2 separate regions of the Sus scrofa genome follow, and region 1 is linked to region 2. The links are chromatin contacts, called in public Hi-C maps. All regions are on one chromosome and are shown on one strand. The core of a region is the stretch at or near the end of the contact, and the rest is flanking DNA. Distances in the headings are between cores, read along the strand shown. Region 1 overlaps COL5A1 (collagen, type V, alpha 1). Region 2 has its middle 110 kb from the start of RXRA.

The links. A called contact is a pair of places that touch in the nucleus more often than the background predicts.
Region 1: a Hi-C map of retroperitoneal adipose tissue shows a contact between it and region 2, with 3 times the contacts expected there. The contact joins two enhancer-like sites. A contact is called at or near these places in 1 of 5 promoter capture datasets (liver), 17 of 47 Hi-C or Micro-C datasets (adipose tissue, brain, embryonic fibroblasts and 12 more) and 1 of 2 datasets of contacts at active chromatin or transcription factors (skeletal muscle).

The regions. Positions count from the first base shown.
Region 1 is chr1:274,001,744-274,007,327 of Sscrofa11.1, forward strand. COL5A1 (collagen, type V, alpha 1) reads left to right here. Exons shown (of 69, transcript NM_001014971.1): 10 at 3,450-3,491; 11 at 3,698-3,760. Among named protein-coding and RNA genes, the nearest start is that of COL5A1, 70 kb to the left of the region's middle. Within about 2 kb of position 1,563, at least 18 of the 83 cell types and tissues checked have an H3K27ac peak or open chromatin away from gene starts, as enhancers often do. A contact at or near this core is called in adipose tissue, omental adipose tissue, retroperitoneal adipose tissue and 1 more, where this site is marked.
Region 2 is chr1:273,806,113-273,811,927 of Sscrofa11.1, forward strand. No RefSeq gene overlaps it. Among named protein-coding and RNA genes, the nearest start is that of RXRA, 110 kb to the left of the region's middle. Within about 2 kb of position 4,174, at least 29 of the 83 cell types and tissues checked have an H3K27ac peak or open chromatin away from gene starts, as enhancers often do. A contact at or near this core is called in adipose tissue, omental adipose tissue, retroperitoneal adipose tissue and 1 more, where this site is marked.

The DNA.
Region 1 (5,584 bases), core at 313-2,812, 190 kb after region 2:
GGCCCACCCCGTGGCCCGAGGGCTGCCCAGGTCAGGGCCCTAACTGGGGTGGGCGAGGTGCCAGGCGATTAATCGCCTGGAGCGGGCCCCCTGGGACTGCTCGTGGTGGGCACGGCTGTGGGCTGGGAAGCGGCCCTGGACACCAGAGTGGGGAGGCCGGCTGCCAAGGTCCGCCCCTGCCACGTCCTCTAAGAGCCGGAGGGAGGAGGCCAGTGTCCTGCCCCTCGACCGGTCACGAGGCTGGGCTGGGCCCCGGCTTCCACTGCCAGCACTCGGTTCCCAGTGGCTGAGCCAGAATGTGACGTGGCGGCTCCAGGGTCTTCTGATCGTGGGCCCCCAGGAGGCGGGATGGAGGGGCCCCCACCCCTCCAGTGGGCTGGGAAGGTTTCTTTGGAACCTTATCTCCCTTAGAGCCCGTGGCCATGGCAGACAAGATGGGGGGTGACTAGATGACCGTCCTGCTCGGCCCCCCACTCCCCTGGCCTGTCTCAGGGCTGTGGCTCATCTTTTTCTCCTGGGCTGCGGTCACTGGGCACACGCGTCTTTTGCTCGGATGAGAACATCCCCTTTCCCTGCTCCCTGAAGGTCCACGGGATGCAGGGCCTGTCTGAGGCTGAAGGATGGGGTTTGGGGAAGGGACAGAGGTGCCAAAGGGAGGCGGGCATGGGTACCAGGGGGCCCCTTGCTCAGCGACATGAAAAATCCTGACAAGTGCAGGTGCAGGGAGAAAGGCCACCCCAGGGAGGGGCAGGCAGCCAGCGCTGGTTGGAGCCTCCCCTAAGGGACGGGCTGCCCAGGACCCCCTCCCGTCTTGCAGGGCTGGGGGTATGCCAGGAGGTGGGCCACCCCTGCTGTGGCTTCCGTGGTCCAGCCGTGCGTGGAGCACGACCCAGATGGCCTTGACCTGGCCGTGGACTTGGGTGTCCTCCGTAGCGTCCCCGTGGCCACAGTGAAAGGGGCCTCTCGTCCAGGAGGAGTGGGAGCCCCAGGCAGACAGGAGCCGGGCTCTGTGGGGTCCCGGGTTGGGTCCCAGCTCTGGGAGGCCTGGCAGCACCTAGGTCTGGCTGAGCTTCCCATTCACACGTCCCCCAGTCTGGGCTGACCCTGTGCAAAACTCATGGCAGCTGGACACCCCAGGTCGGGGCTGGGGGTGGAGGCGGCACCCAGGGAGTCCAGCTGCCCGGCTGCACCAGGCACCGCTGGTGAGGGCTGAACACGCCCAGGCCGTCCAATGCAAACAGCGTGTCCCTAGAATCCACTCCGTCTTCGCTGGGGGAAAAGCCAGCCATCTGGATGTGGTTAGGGACGCTGCCCGCCCCCTCGGGTCCTGGCGTTTGCTCCCGCCCAGCCCCCAGCCTGCTCGGAGCGTCTGCGGGGCCGAGGCTGGTCCCCCTGGGGAGATGGTGTAAACACTTGGAATTTCTCAACCTGGAGTGTCGCCAGCTGTCCTCAAAGTCTTAGTTCCTCATCAACAGATGGCCGCGTCCTGGGAGGTGGCCGACGGGGTCTCACGGCTGCGGCCGGTGTCCAGGCCCGTGGAGGGGGGGGGGGGCTGTTTCCCCTCCCACCTGCGCAGCCACTCGCCCTCGGGTGTGTCACTCACTGAAACCGGCTCCTTGTCTCCGCCCACCCCAGGGGTGGGGGCTCTTTCCCACTCAGATCCGGTACCCTCCCTCTGTAGCGGCTCGGCAGCCTCGGGGGCTCCTTGAAAGGACAGGAACCCCTCAGCTGAGCGGATTCGGGCTCATCGGATCCGGCTGCCCCAGGCCCTCGGGGACCAGCAGTCTCCACGTTCAGGGTTTCATCATGAGGGAGGTGCATAGACATCCACCGTTAAGAGCTGTTTCGAGCTCGGCCAAAGGCGGAGGCCTGACACCCCGGTCAGGGAGGGGGAGCAGGGCTGGAGCAGGAGGGCGTGGCTCCCGTGTCACAGGACCGGTCCTCGGTGGGGTGGTGGCCTCAACCTGCTCGTTTGCCCGGTGGCCCCGCAGCCTTCCCCCAGCCGGCCCAGGGCGGTCCTCCCACGCGAGCCCACTGAGGCCCCGGCTCCCCGACGATGGCCCTTGGCATGTCCCGGAAACAGCTGCGGTGTCCTGCAGCCCGCAGGGCCTGGGCTCCTGTCCTCATCCCCGCTCGGCCCCGAGCCCCCTCAGCTGCCTGCGTGGAGAAGGAAACAGGGAAGCTGTCGTGGGAGGCTGTGGGATGAGCTGTCTGTGTGCAACGCGCCTGCAAACATTTCTCCGAGCGCACATCTGTGTAAACACAGGGTGCTCCTCCCTGCCGCTGGGCAGCCCCGGCAGGGGCGGGAGGGACGCGGCAGCCCTGGGACCCGCTGTCCCCCCGGCCGGCTGGCCGCCCCCTGTGCTGACCTCGTGCCCCAGGAAGCGGTTCCTGGTTTCCGCTTCGAAGAAAAACCCGGCCTTGATCGGCCCCTGCCCTGGCCTTGTTCCGGGGCAGCGGGGGGAGGCCGGCTGCAGGCCCGAGGGGTCCCAGCAGCGCAGGACATTGCGGGGAGGGAGGTGTCACTGTGCCCAGTGGCCCCACGTGTGGCTGAAGCCCGCCCCGCGCCTGTCCTCCAGCGCCCTCCACCCCCCACTCTCAGCCTGCAGACCCCCGTGGGGCCGTGCAGCCCCTCATACCCCCGAGTGGGCACAGAACACCCGGGATGCCGGGGCCTGCCTGACGTTGGCATTGACCTCACAGCAGAGAGGAGACCCACGCAGGGACGGAGGCTGATGGGGCGGGGGGCCTTGTCCCTATTTGGGGGGCAATGGTCAGGTCTGGGGGACCTCGTCCCAGCCCGGGAAGGGCCTGGGAGGGGAGCATGGCCGAGGGTCCAGTGGATTTGGCAGTTTTCCCACTTGCTCTGGGGCTGCTGGGTGGGCGGCGGGTGAGGCGTGGCCTGCCTGGAGGGGGAGGGGCAGTCTCAGGAATTGGGCCTGAAGGTTCCCCAGGCCTGAGGTTCCCCGGGCCTGAAGCCTCTCCAGGTGGGGCTCTCAGCCCGTGGGGCCCCTCTCCTCTTGTCCCCCGGCAATCCACCCGCAGCCGTCCCCCCACCCTCTCTGGCCCCTCATCCTGGGGCCCACGGCTCCCTCAGTGGCAATCACCAGGGCCTGCCTAGGCCTTGCCCCGCGGAGGGCAGGCGGACCCGAGTGGCACCGGGGGTCCTGGCCCTCCCTGTCCTCTGGAAGCTGCTCCGAGGGAAGCCTCTTGGTTTGCTGTGGGCTTCTTGCTGCCCTGGAAACGCTCGGGGGAGTCGCCGTGGCCGCACCACAGCCCCCGTTACAGAGACTGCTCAGGACCCCTGCCAGGCGGAGGGCGCTGCCCCAGAGGCCCGATCTCCGGTCCTCTGGTCCGTCCAGCCTGGAGGCGTCCCTGGGCCTGGCCCACGCGGGGTCTCTGGATGAGGAAGGACCCTGGGATCTCAGACGCTCTCCCGTCTCTTCCAGGGCATGCTTTTGGAGGGGCCGCCCGGCCCAGAAGGCCCCGCGGTGAGTGTCGGGGTGTATCTCCCAGGACTTGGGGGAGGTGCTCAGGCTGGAGGGAGGCCCTTTAATGCTCGTGGATGGAAAAGAGGAGCAGACGCCCCTGGCGGCTTGTCACCCCCGCACCACGCAGGAAGCGGGAACCCCCGCCAGGTGGGAACTGCCCCGTGGCTGCATCTTTGACCTCTGCCTCATTTTGTTTTTAATTCTAGGGTCTCCCGGGACCTCCAGGAACGATGGGTCCCACTGGCCAAGTGGGCGACCCTGGAGAAAGGGTAAGATGGCCGGGCCCCTGGGATCAGGGCTCCGCGGGTGTCCGGGCCCCTCCCTGCCGGGGACTGGCCGTGTCCTTGTGTGTGGGTGATGGCGACACACTGACGACCTTCCCCACATTGCCCCAGTCTCGTCACATCTCAGGCCACCCCCTACTGCGTCCGTCCTCTTTAGATAGTTAGGGGTCCACTCTTGGCCCTGAGCCGGGGCAGTGGGCTCCTGCGAGAGTGAGACTCAGCCGGGCCGTGAGCCCCCGGAGGCCGGGGGTCAGTGCAGCTTGGTGGCCCTGCGGCCCTGCATTAGGGCAGCAGTAGCAACGGCTGCAGTGGCCAGAGAGCTCGGGTGCTGCCTGGGCATCACGTGGGGTCCACCGTGGCCCACCCTTGATAGGAGACCTTGGTTGGTCTTCAGTCCCCCTTGCGCCAGCGTCCGTGTTGGAAATCAAGCCATAGACACAGGAGTCAAAGACCATCCTGGGCTCACCCTGGTCACAGGGGTGCATGCTGAGGTCCCCAGGTTAAGGGACAATTCTGAGGTCTCTCTGGTTACAGCAACCATCCCAGGCTTGCCCTTGTTCAAGGAACGCCTCTGGAGGTCCCCTTGGTGAAAGGGGTCATTCTGAGCTCACCCTGGTGAGAGGGATCCTCCTAGGGTCACCTCAGTCACAGGGACACATCCTGGGTGGGGGCCGGGGGCTGCCGTTGAGATGCTGGCTGAGCCCAGGATGCCCCAGTTTCGTTCTGACACCTAGTGGGGGTTTGCGGTACTGCAGCCCTGTAGGTTCTCCAGGTTGGCTCGGTTCTTTTTCTTCCCGTTTTTCCTGCTGGTTTAGCGAACGCCGATGTGAGCTCGGGCGGAATAAGCGCTAGTGATCGGGTGGCTAAGTTGTAGCTGGGACGTTATCCCTGGGCCTGGCACACTGCCCAGAGCAGAGTGAGATCCTCATGGTTGGGGGTGGACCATGGCTGGTCTGGCACGAGGAAAGGCGGCCAGGCCCTGGGGGCTTTGGGGTGATGCTCCCCTGAGGTCTGCAGACAGAGCGGTGACTGCAGGACCTCTGGGAGCAGCCGCACCAGTTGGGCACCTGTGGCCGGTGGCTTTGGGGGCCTGGCTCCGTGGGGGTGGGGGGCCTCCGCCTTCCCTACTTCCCCGCCTCTGCCACGTGCTCAGAATTCCAGACAAGCCATCGAGGGCCCACTGTCCTCCCAGACCCCAGAACTAGCACCACTTGGGTTTGGCCCCGGGGACTGTCGTCTCTAACCCAGCTCACTCCAAAGATCTCTGTAAGATGGGGTGACAGCCGTGTCCCCCCACAGAGCCACCATCAGAGGGACCCGTGGGTGTGACCGAGTCCACACATCAGTGAGAGAGCACAGCGTGGTGCAGCAGACATCTCCTTAGATGTAGGCTGGGCGCTGGCCCCAGGGGCCACTCTACTGACCAGCGTCCCTGGTTGGTCCCAGTGTTGCCCCAAGTATCTGCTGTCCCTCCGCTCATCTGTCCAGCACCCAGATACTCACCGAGTGTCCACAGTGCTGGGCACGGGTGTGTCCCTGAGGATCTAAATGCTCACGAACTAGAGGCACCCTCGTCCCCACTGGGTCCCTGCCTCTGGGCCGAACCTGCGCAGAGCCGGAGGCAGTGACCCTCCTGGAGCCCTGGAGAGGCCAAGACACCTGAGGTTGGAATCAGTGCTTTTAGAAGTGGCCTCTCTTAAGTTCAGGGCAGGGTCCAGGAGACGGGCCGGGGTGGGGGAGGCAGAGGGACCACCTGCTCCAGCGCCTCCTGGCCCTGGACTTGGAGGGAAACCCACAGCCCACGGACCT
Region 2 (5,815 bases), core at 2,924-5,423:
TACCCTGTGCCTGGGGGGTACGAGTGTGGGTTCTGGAGTCACAGGCCGGAGCGGTGGTGGCCCGGCAGGTGGGGGCAATGTCACCAGCGTTGCTGGAGGCCCTGAGGTCAGAGGCCTGGTGGAACAAGGTGAAGAAGGGGTCCTGGGACTTGCATATGAATCCAGTGAGCTTCCGGTGCAACAAATAAGTGAGAAAAAAAAAATATATACATATGATTGGGTCACTCTGCTGAACAGTAGAAATGGACGGAACGCTATAAATCAACTCTAATGGAAAAAATAAAAATCATGAAAAAGAGCAAAAAAAGTGATACATGAATTTTAAAAAGACATTTACAAAAAAGAAAATAACGAGTTCGGTGCCGATGGAACGTGGATCGAAGGGCTGTTCTGAGCGACTCCTCTCCAGGGCCAGCTGTTCGCGTCTTCCCGCCAACAGCAGGGGCTGCCAGGAGCCCTGTGCTGAGAAGGATTCCGACGACGCCTGATGGGTCGGTTCCGCCACGGCTTTGGGAGGGTGGAGGTTGTACACTTAGCCGATGGCACTGTCTCTGTCAGCTGCGCACTTCAGAGGGTCGGTTAGAATGTGTGAGAGGGCAGCTGGCTTAAAGGCCCAGAACTGGCCGCCCCACCTGCTCATCCCTCTGATATATAGGTGGTTTCTTTCTGCTGGTCCCGCCAGGACCTCTTAGGGCTCCAGAAATCCCACAGATTCCTGGACACCCTTCCTAACCCCTCCAGCACCCTCCCCCAACACACACACACACACACACACACACACACACACACACACACACACGCAGAGGCTCAGCCTCTTCTGTTTGAAGAGTTACAACAGCATAAAGCTGGGCTGCAATTCTCTGGGTTGACAGTGGGTGGTATGCTCTAATTATTCCAAGCTGAAAGTTTCTCAGTTCTGCAACGTTAGGGTTCAGGAAACCAAAATCACTTAACTGACTGGGCAAGTTCCGTAAAGCTTACCTTTGTGCCGAGAATTCTGTGGATGATAACTGAATTAAGTCAGATTCAAGGAAATGGGCATTTTGTGATCTATCGCCCCCAAAGAGCTTTCCTTAACTTGTGGGGCAGCGGGGGAGGGTGGTTCCGACAAAAAGTCAACTCCGCGGAGTACAGGACGGTTGTGGAACTTGCCACACATGCATCTATTCGGTCTCATTCTCCCAGTGAAGCCCATGCCTCCCCAGATGTCTTTACTGTACCTGAACGAAGGGGAAAAAAATCGCCAGGCACCTCCACCTGGCATGATGGCAGAGCTCAGGCCAGGGTGTAAGCCCCCCTTTCACCAGCGGAGGGCAGCATTGCCCCACCGAGCGCACCTCAAGGCCAGGCTCGGTGGCCAGTGCTGATTGGCTGAGCCCTGCCGTCTCCCTGGCAACCATCTCCAGCCCTGCCTCTCCGAGCGCCCCGCCAGCAGCCCACCGAGGCTAGACGGGCAGGTGCTGTCCCTGCGCTCCCTGACCCCGTGACTGGGAGGAGGAGCTGCCCAAGTGGCCCGAGAAGGCAGCCAGGGCCCCATACCAGCATCTCCGATTTCCTCTTGGCTAAGGGGTCCTCCTTTCCCCAAATGCTTCCTTTCGCCTATCCTGTTCCGGAAACGCAGAGTAGGAAACAGAGAGGGAAGTTTCAGAGTCAGGCGCAAAGGCAGCGGTCATCTCACCCCCGGTGAGGGGCATGTGCCCGCGCGGTGCACCTTCTGGAAGGGGGTGCGGGACCCAGGAGAGCACAGGTGGAAGGGTGGAGGTCCCCGGACGTCTGCCCCCAGCGGGTCCTGGAGGAGGTCTGGTGGGAGCCTCCTTGGCGGCCAGACCTTGTCACGTGCGAAGTGATTATGCATCTTGACCCCTCTGGACCCTGATGTGACCACCCCGTTGTCCCCAGAGCCTGCAGGAGGCCCCAGGTGGGCACCTTCCTGTTCAGAGCGAGACTAAGAGAAGGGAGGTTAGGACACCCCAGGAGCCCTGGCAGGGCATCTAGCGCCCGCGTGGAGGGGGGCGGGCAGGGCCATGGGTCCCAGCCAAGCACTGAGGAGTTGAGGTGTGGGGCAGTGGGGGACGCCTCTGGACAGCACGGGCAGAGCCGGCCTCAGGGGAGGGGCCCAGCCACACAGTGACCGGGGAAGGACATCATAGCTTCCTGCCTCCTGTCTCCAGCTCGGCCTGGCAGGCTCACCCTGAGCAGAAGGCAGCACCCACCCTGCCCGCTGTGTGTGCTGCCCGCATGAGCCTGCAGGAGCGGTCAAGGGTGTACTGGCTGACCCTGGGCTTCTCACTCCTGGGGGCTCCCTGTCTTCCCCTGGAGGAGCCCTGCTTTCTCCCCAGGGTGCCCTGAGACCCCAGTACAAGGCCAGGGGCCCAGAGGGGCTGATGACACAACACAGGGCTGGGTGTGGACTCCAGAGCAGAGAGCCGTGTTCGGGAAAATTCGCCCGTCCTCTGTATTTCAACGGGACGGCCAGGGCTCACGCTGGGGCGGGTCTGAGGCTCAGGGCCCCAGTGCCCATACGTTTACTTATTCACTCAACAAACACTGCTTGGAAACCACACGGGCCAGGCCTAGTGTTGGCTTGGGGAGAGCCGAGTCTGTCCCGGAGGCTGGAATGTGGCCTGCGTGTGACTGCAAACTGTCTCGTCGCCACATTAAAAGCCACATGAATTTCATAATATATTTTATTTAAACCAATACGTCAGACGATTATTATTTCAATATGCGAGCAATCTAAACATTATTAATGAGCTATTATGCATTTTCCTTTTGGGGGCCAAGTCTGAGAGTGGGTGTATCTTTTACACTTACGGCACACCCCCATATACAAGCCACGTTTCACACTCTCAAGAGCCACATGTGGACAGCGGCTGGCATATGAGACTGGGAAAGTCTAGAACATTCTTTTGGGGCTGCATGCGGGCAGCAGATGTGGGCTGATCGGGGCCGGGGGTGGGTGGGGAGGCCATGTTCAAGGTGCTGTGGGAAGTCACAGGAGGGAGCAGCCTGTGGGGGAAATGGCTGGAACGCTACCCGGAGGAGGTGGCGTTTGTGCTGGGCACTGAAGGGTACATAGGAGTTCTCTGGGTACACAGTAGGGAAAAGAACATTTTCTAATGTCATTGCTGGTTCCCCAGGTAGGGTCTGAAGAAAACAAGGACTTTCAGGGAACTCCTAGCAGGTGCCCCCTGAAGAACTGCTGGTTTAAATCCTCTTATTTCTGCCCGTGAGCCTGTGCCAATATTTTGCCATCTTTTAGTTACAAACACTGTGGGGTGTACAGGTTTAGCTACAAATAGCTGGGTCATAAATCTTAGCTGGATTGGCCAGGCCACTGGATGGTATTATCTGGTCCTACCACTGTTTTCTGAGGCTGTTGTGCATGTGCCTGTGCCTTCCAGAACCTTCTCTCATGTGCTGCAGGGATGAGGGGTGGGAGGATATTCTCACAACTTGTCTGTAACCAGGTCCTCCTGGGTCCCACCCCTGCGGTCTTCTTTGGTCTAACTGAAGTCTCTCTTGCTGCAGTTGGGGTCTCCGGTGAGGCTGCTTGAGTGCTGCCCAGGCTGATGGCAGGAACCGCCCGGGAAGCCGCTGTGTTCACAAAAACCTTTAGACAACGAATTGTCCAAAGCGTTTCTACAAAGAATCAAGATTAAGCCCGCCTGGGGGCGCCTGTGGAGAGGTGACCAGTGGGGGTGGCCCACGTGTGTGAGCGCGGAGCAGGGATCCCACCCGGCTCAGCCGGGGCCCCAGGCCCGCCCTCGAGCTCTGCCTGGCTCTTCCCAGGGCCACAGCCGGGCCAGGGCCCTGCATCCATGGAGAGGGGCTGTTCCTGGGGCCCTGGGGCCCCTCGGCCACGTCCCGCGGGCGTCGGGCCCCGGGGCCCGGCTGCAGCAGCGGCCGCCATCCCGCCCTGCCACGTCGCCACTTCCACCCGAGCCGGCAGGAAGCTGCGCGCTCGCTTCTCCTTTTGTCCACGTCTGGAGGGTTTGCTGTTGCAGGAAACATCTGGCCGGGGTCCAAGGAGCGGAATAAAAAGAGAGTGGGAGCGGGGGTGGGGGAGGGCCGGGCCCGGAGGTTTGGAAAAACCATCTGATTTCACTTTGCAAAGACAACTGCAATTATGCCTCTGAGGGTTTCGAAGTCACTGCCCATTCAAACCATGCGGGTGACGTCAGGGGAACCTCTGAAGCGCCTGGGGCCCGGCACACACGTCGCTGCTGCAAGAAGCAGGTCCCAGGCCGACTCGAGCCCGGGGAGCTGGAGACCTGGGGTCTTTTGCAGAAGCGGGGGGACGGGGTCCCTGGCACGGGGAGTCCTGCTTATCTGGTCTCCGCCCCGCGGCCTGAGCCAGGCGGGAGGAGGGGGCCGCCCACCAGGCTCCTCCCGAAAAGTTCAGTCTCTCCCAACCCCGCCGAGAGCCCGCTGGCCCGGATGGAAACTGCCGGGTTCCTGGGCCTGCTCCGCTTCCCTCCAGGCCTCGTCATCCACACGGAGAGGCCCCGGGTCTGGGAGGGCCCCCTGGGGCCGCGGGGCTGGCTCAAGCCCTCAGGACTCCAGCTCTTTCCACTGTCTGCCCTGAGGCCGGGGACCAGGAGCTGGGACCCTCACGGTGTCCCCAGCATCTGGCTACCGTGGGCCCTGGAGGGGAGCGAGGATGGTAGCCCACCCCTGTCCCTGGCCCCTGAGTCAGGACCCTGCTTGTCCCAGCACCTCCAGATGGGATCTCCAGGGGGCCTGTCCCTGAGCCAGGGGCCCTGAGACTGGACAGGAGCTGACGTGCCCCCCGTGGCCCCCGCACGGACTCCCCATGGACACGCCGCACACCCAGGCCTCGGGGCCAAGTTCACCACAGCCTCAGGCCCCTCCCACCCCTAGAGGCAGGGCTACCTGGGCAGGAAGGGCCTTGCCAGCCACTCCTAAAGCCCCGTCACGCACGAGCCCTGCCAACCCTGAGGAGTCACTCTGGAGGGGTCTGCACAGCTGGCCAGCGTTGTGTCTCAGGAACATTTCTTGAAATAAAACCTAGCAGAGAGCCCAGTGACAGAGCACAGATGGGGTCTCATTCCAGTGGACGGGCGTTTATCGGCGGCTGACTGGTGCCAGGGCCAGAGGCCGCCCTCCAGGGTCACCCCTGAGCAAAGCCCCCCATGGGCTCAGAGGGCCCAGCGTGAAACCAGCCGCAGCTCTCCTTTCCACTGTGCAGGTGGCCGGCGACCTCCTGGAGGACAGGGGGCTCGCAGTGGGGCCGGGCCAGAGCAGAGGGCCAGGGGTCTGCTGGGGGCCGTGGTGCCTGGCGGTGCGGCTCAGCCTGGAGGCGGCCCTCGCTGTGACCGAGGGGCAGGGGGCGGAGCCTGGCTTAGAACGGGGTTGGGGGCGAGGGGGGCTGTCTGTCCAGGAAGCGATTCGGCAGTGGCTACAGCAGAGCCTTGACCGTGGGCTGAGGCCTCCGGGGCTCTGGGGGTCTGAAGACATTTTTTCCATGGAAAGTAGCCGCTGGCCCTCGCCCAGCAGGGAGCTCTCTGTCCCCCTCCCCCTGCCTGCTCGGGCCTTGGCCGTGGGCTGCGCTGTCCTGGGGCTGATGCTCTTTGCCGGACGTTCCGTGGGCCTGGGGTGGGGCTGGAGCGCCAGGCAGGGGTCAGACGAGCGGTTCTGGCCGCTGGTCAGCCTCCAGCAAGCACTGTACCGAGGCCTCGCCTTTCTCCCTGCCTGCGGTGGTGGGTGGGGTGGGGGGGGGTCCGAATGTCCAGGTCTGGCTGTAGGGGATGGTTCCTTCCGTAACCATCTGCGGGCAGGTTGGGGTAAGGAG